Linked DNA regions of Mus musculus: region 1 is linked to region 2. Evidence: chromatin contacts called from public promoter capture Hi-C data. All regions are on one chromosome and are shown on one strand. Each heading gives the region's core, a stretch centred on a gene start, on an enhancer-like site or on the middle of the called end of the contact. The rest is flanking DNA. Distances are from core to core; before and after follow the strand shown.

What was found. Promoter capture Hi-C pulls out the DNA fragments that hold promoters and counts their contacts.
Region 1: a contact with region 2 is called in a promoter capture Hi-C map of neutrophils, with 2.3 times the contacts expected there. The contact joins the enhancer-like site here to the promoter of Nat9 in region 2. A contact is called at or near these places in 5 of 39 promoter capture datasets (the C10 cell line, the HPC-7 cell line, hippocampal neurons and 2 more).

Annotation. Positions count from the first base shown.
Region 1 is chr11:114,916,033-114,919,026 of GRCm38.p6, reverse strand. No RefSeq gene overlaps it. Among named protein-coding and RNA genes, the nearest start is that of Cd300lb, 17 kb to the left of the region's middle. Within about 2 kb of position 1,701, at least 46 of the 459 cell types and tissues checked have an H3K27ac peak or open chromatin away from gene starts, as enhancers often do. A contact at or near this core is called in the HPC-7 cell line and neutrophils, where this site is marked.
Region 2 is chr11:115,185,795-115,188,656 of GRCm38.p6, reverse strand. Nat9 (N-acetyltransferase 9 (GCN5-related, putative)) reads left to right here and starts at 1,258. Exons shown (of 7, transcript NM_025400.4): 1 at 1,258-1,538; 2 at 1,820-1,908. The coding sequence starts at 1,832. Tmem104 (transmembrane protein 104) reads right to left here and starts at 1,170. Exons shown (of 10, transcript NM_001033393.2): 1 at 1,059-1,170; 2 at 335-447. The coding sequence starts at 379.

The DNA.
Region 1 (2,994 bases), core at 452-2,951, 270 kb after region 2:
TTTGGTGTTCTTGGAAACCAATCACAACAGAAGTCACTTAGAACTGCTTTGTATAGTTAGCCACAGTAAGCTTGGACATGAACCAACCACCGGGCAGCACTTCCTGCACCTGGTTATGAGCTTTTATGGTCTTTGCTTTTATAAGTTGTCCCTGGGATGGACCCCCAACATAAGAGGGACCTCTGCACCAATAAAAGAATCTATATGGAATAAGACTTCCATTTTGAGTAGGGGTCAAGTAAAGTTTACCTCCCTGGGAACTGGCTTCCTACTTGGCAGAAAGAGACATGTATGTGGGTAACTGACATCCTGGTTGGTATGTTAAGACATGAATGTTAGACAAGGCAAGTTCCCTGCCACCACTGAATACCCCAACCAACTGAATCAGGATGCATGTACAACAAAGGCATGTTTCTAAGGAAACCACCATCCCTAAATCCTGATTGGTGGAATCACTTGGCACACATGATTGTAGATTTGGGACTTAAAAGCCCTGTAGGATCTTAACTTAAGGATGCAGTCCAGATCAAGGACGCAGTTCAGCTCCCGAGTCTGGGCTGCATCCCTGATGGATCAGTATTGGGATGTGATGTTCAATAAGCCATCCCTATTTGACCAAGATTGGTGTCTGAGTGGTTTGTGCGGTGATTCCCAGACCCCACCAGGTACGCTCAAAACAGCCATGCCGCTCTTACATCAGTGAGTCCGTCTTGCCTGACAGGTTGATATTGTAATATTCAAAGTTTATATTGGGTAAGACCACTGATCGTCCCCCTGGGTAAGTATCCCCATCACGTACATAGCGCTTTCCTGCACTATTAGCTTCTAAGGAGAAGCTTCCAGCTTTATTCTTTTGTGACCTATAATTGCATTGTGTGATGTTCTTGCATGCGCCCGACTGGCCAGGAAGAACGACGCTGCAACAGGACCCTTCCGCACACGTTTATTGGGAGAGCTTGATTACAGAGGCGAAGTGACCCCAAGCCCAGAACTGGTGCTGCTTATATAGGCCTAGGAGAGGTGTTCTCTCTCATCTGATTGGTTAACTTGTCTCTCATCTGATTGGTTAACTTGTCTCTCATCTGATTGTTTAACTTTGGTTAATTCTCAAAACCTCATCTTGGCAAAAGAACCTTTACTGCCTATGTATGTGTGGTGGCCAGCAGTAGCCAACTGCCACTCTGCAACTGCCACTCTGCAACTGCCACTCTGCAACTGCCACTCTGTAACTGCCACTCTGCAACGGCTTCCCACATGATGTCTTCAGCAATAAGGTAAACCATCTATATTTTAACACTCACTTTTTATTTTGTGTTTCTGAGTGTTTTGTCTATATATATATATGCATGCCTCATGCATGCCTGGTGTTATAGAAGCAAAATGTGGGTACCCTAGCCCTTGGAACTGGAACTACAGATGGTTCTGAGCTGCCATGTATGTGCTGGGAACTGAACCCAGGTCCTCTGCAAGAGCAGGTAGCACTCTTAATCGCTGAGTCATCTCTCCAGCCCCCCAGTTATATTTTAACTGTTTCTCATCTGTTCATGTTCCTACTTTGCTCCTAGGTAGATGATTTTGAATCTACCACATTAAGCTCCCCTCCTTGAAGAGCCTCCTGGTTCGGGCATTTGGCTCAGGGCAGCCACCACTTCCTCTATGTTCTCACTGTTGACTATGCAGGACTTGAAGCCAGTCTAGTTGGGGCCTTTGTGGGTGGGCTGATGCAAGTTCCTTCCTGTTCTCTGGCCGTCGCCATCTTTACCTTCGTGCTAACACTGACTCCTCCTAGTTCCCAGGAAGCACACAGCACACCGTCATCACACTCAGCCCCAGTGGCTTCCAAGGAAGAGATGAACCGTCTCTTCTAAAACATTCCATGAGGCACTCTTTCCACATCTCCCTTGAACTGTTGTGGCCTGGTTCAGACTCATAGGGTCACCTTTAAACAAACCAATGATAAGATGAGTGTGAGCACCTCGCAACCAGGTGCAGAATCCTCTGCCAGTTCACTGTGGGTGTGGCAGTTGGGCAGGAGGCTTCTGAGCAAGCTTTGCTGGAACTCTGCTCTGCTCTTGGACCTTTCACATATTGCCCCTTAGTGTGTGTGGGCACAGCAGCCCCTCACTCTCTCATCCTGTCTCAACAGGGACCCATCATGAGAGCCCAGGGTTCACACTAAAGCATCCCTCTCCTGCATAAAACTGATATTTTGCAGATGGCATTTTTTGTGTGTGAGTGTGAGTTTTCTGTGGGATGCAGTCTTGGAAATTTGACCTTTCAGCTCAGCCTCTCAGCTCAGTCTCCAGGACAAGGTAATGTTTCTCTCTTCAACAAAAGGTTCTATGAGGGAACTGATTCTTCATAGAGGAAGCCTAGATGATCACTGCTTTCCAGATGCGTGTGACAAATCCAGTAGCTATATTCCTGCCAATGTATTAATAATCCATCAATAAATAACTAAATAACTAACAAAAGAAGGAAGGAAAAAAGGAAGGAAGGGAGGAAGGAAGGAAGGAAGGAGGGAGGGAGGGAGGAATATTGTATTATTTGGCTGCCAATTTATCCCTTAAAACTATTCATCAGGGAACAGGCATTTCTCCAGTGTTAACTCGGGTCCCCTCTCTGACTCTGGGGAGGATACATCTTAATCTCAGGGTATCCTCAGGTGGCATCAGCCAAAGGAAGATAGAGTGCTGCTGGCATAGGGTTAGAAGGAAGTGACAGAAATCCCACCAGTCACAGCTTAAAGTCCCTGTCAAAAGGTCCCTGTGTACAGCTGTGGCACCCAGTGTGACCCCTTGACAAAGCTGTTTGGCTGGACCTCCACCTTGGATATTACTCTTTTTAACTTTATGTCTTTATTTTGTGTATATGGATATTTTGCCTGCATGTATGTATGTGTACCATGTATGTGCCTGGGGTCCACGTAGGTCAGAATAGGGTATCAGACCCCTGAACCTGGAGTTACAGATAGCCGTGAACCACCATGTGAGT
Region 2 (2,862 bases), core at 9-2,508:
ACTTACACTGAGCAGCATCCAACCATCGACAACTAACTCCAGGGCATCTGGTGCCCTCTTTTGGATTTGACAGGCATGCACATATCCATACGTAGACACATCATTTAAAATAAAAGCTTTAAAAAATTATAAACAAATGAGGAACGAGCCTGATATATAGAGTCTAGCTAAGACAGCTGAACCTGACTGGAGCTATGTGGAGTTTCCGTTGTGTTTTTCACCAGGGTCTATTTAAACCAGGGCCATAATTAGTATAGTCCACAGATAGCAGTGGGCTTCTCTAGAAACCAGGAGCATGGTGGTGAGCAGAACACATTTATGGAGAAGAACTCACATAAGGAGAATAGAGCTCTCCGGTCTCTGTGATCTCGCCTGCCATCTCCAGAGAGTGAGGAAGGGCTGGCCCAAGAGGTTACTTCTATGCAGTGGCAGCAGCAGCCGCAGCTCCTAAGACAAAAGAGTAGACTTTAGTTCTCTAACTGCAGAGATGAGACTGGGGGTGGGGGGTTTGCAGTCTGCCGCTTTCACCTGTAGCCCTTTTAACTCAGACACTTTGGTCTCCCTATCTGCCATGAGACAGCCTTGGTGGGACGCGGCTTCCTGGACCATGTCTTCTAACTTGATTTGCTATGCAAGGCACTTCTCGGTGCCTGGATGCTGCTCACACTCCAAGTGACTGAAGGGGCTTTCCGGGCCTCTAAGCCTCACTAACCATCACAGCCCCCTTTACCCTAAAGTGCTTACGTCCGTTTCATTATCTATGAGCTCACTACTACACAGGACAGCCCACACAGCTGTCTGCTTCTCCGCCCACAGCGGGAGTCAGCTTTTCCAAGGTCGCCCCTCCATCCTAACTCCTTGTCCCAAAGCCTCTTCTTTTAAATGGGGCCTCGCGCACCGACACCTGCCTTTTGCTTTGCCTTAGGGTTTCCCACCCTTAAGCCTCCCCTCTCTTCTCCAGAGCCGGTCCCTCAGTCTCCCCTTCCCCTCCCTTCCAGGTGAAACTCTAAAATTCACATCCATCTTCACCCTGTCCTGCCCTCCTGCCCGTCCCAGACCTGCAGCACAGCTAGCTTCCAGGCACAGTGGCCACCGCCTCCAGCTCTGCAGCTGCCACCCGGCACCAGCGGCCCCGCACCAGCGCCCGCTACGCGCACGCGCACGCTTCCCAGTCCCCCGTCCAAGCGAGCGCGTGGGGAGGGGCGCAGTGCGTTGATTGGATGCCTCGCGGGGGCGGGGCCGGGATTGGGCTTTGCGGCTGCCGTCTGCCTGGCGGAAGCGGACAGCAAGCCCCTCTACGCGCATGCGGAAAGCCTGTTTCTCCGGGACAGACGCTGACGCCTGTCGTTGGGGACGCCTTCCTCGGCAGGGGGTGGTTGTGAGCTTTGCAGTTTGCAAACTACAGCGCTTAGACGGCCGAGGAACCACGCAAAGGGCTGAGGCCTGAGAACTTTGAGTGGGGCTTGGGGACAGGAAAACGGAAGGGCCAGAGCCGAGTGACGTGGACTCTGGACGCTGGAGGCTAGGGTTGGAAACAGGTTAAAAAAAGGATTAACAGGTCATTTGGGGGTGGACGGGCATGTTGTGTAGGAATGGGCTGGAAACCGAGCCAGAACTTGGCCCCTGGGTGAGAGCCCAGATGTATTGACCACTTCGGCTCTTTCTCTTACAAGAGTTTTAGAATCCCCGTTCTTTCACGTAGTTGTGAGGGGAAGGCAGGACGCTCTTCTGTCAACATAGCTCCACTGCTACAGAAAGAGTTCCACCCTGCGTGGGAAGACACTATGGGGGCTCTGAAGTCTTTAACTCTCCCCACTAGTAGGCAGCTACAATGAAGCTGAATCAGAACACCATGCTAGTGGGCAAGAAGGTGGTCCTGGTACCCTACACCTCCGAGCATGTGCCCAGGTAACTAACTCATTACCCGACTGGTTGTAGCGTGGAGGGCAATTGGAAACAGGGTGCCTTAATCTAGGAGCCTGTCTTGTTTAACAAACGTCACTTGTGTGGTGCTGTACACCTTTGATTCTGGCCCAACACTTGGGAGACAGAGGCAGGTCCATCTCTTCCGTGAGATTGAGGCTAGCCTGGGCAATATAATAAGTTCCAGGCCAGCTAGGGATACTTAATGAGACTGTGACTCAAAGTGGGGGGTTGGGGGTGGGAATTACATGCAGGAGGAATAAAGCTGAAGTGGAGGGCTCATTTTTCATTTATTTTCCTTGTCATCCATCTCTCTGCTTTCTTTTTGGCTTTTCAATGAGGGATTACATCATCTAGATGTGTGTGTAACAAAAAAACAAAGCCATGTCTTCTTCCCTCGTTCTAAATTACTTATGGCGTTCCCTGGTATCCTCTGGAGACTTAACGTGTGCTTGTCCCAGATGTTGAATTCATTATTTTGATGCCTACTGTTTAAAGGCCAGAAGTGAGATTCAGGGACTCTTTGTGAGGTTAGTTGGCAAACATCTGACAGATTGAGAAGCTGGCTCTGTAGGGGACAATAGTTTTGCATTGGGGAGATCTGTCACCCTGCCTTGTAGAGGTCTCCTCAGCCCTCTTTGCTGGGCTGGACTGGCATACCCTTACCCTCAGGAACTGGGGGAGTGTTTGGTTTTATATTACCTGGGTGGGAAGCTGGGCCCCTAGAGCTACCCTCTCTGCTGCTGCCTGAGAAAAGAACCTACCTTTCCTGCCTACCCATACCCACTTCACCTCAGAAAGCACAAACTCAGACTTTTTGTGGTTTTTCTTTTTCTTTTTTTGAGTGGGGTATTTTTTTAATCGATTATATATTAACTGAATACCTACAATGTTTTTGTTTTTATCCCCCCCCCCCCCCCCGAGATAGGGTTTCTCTGT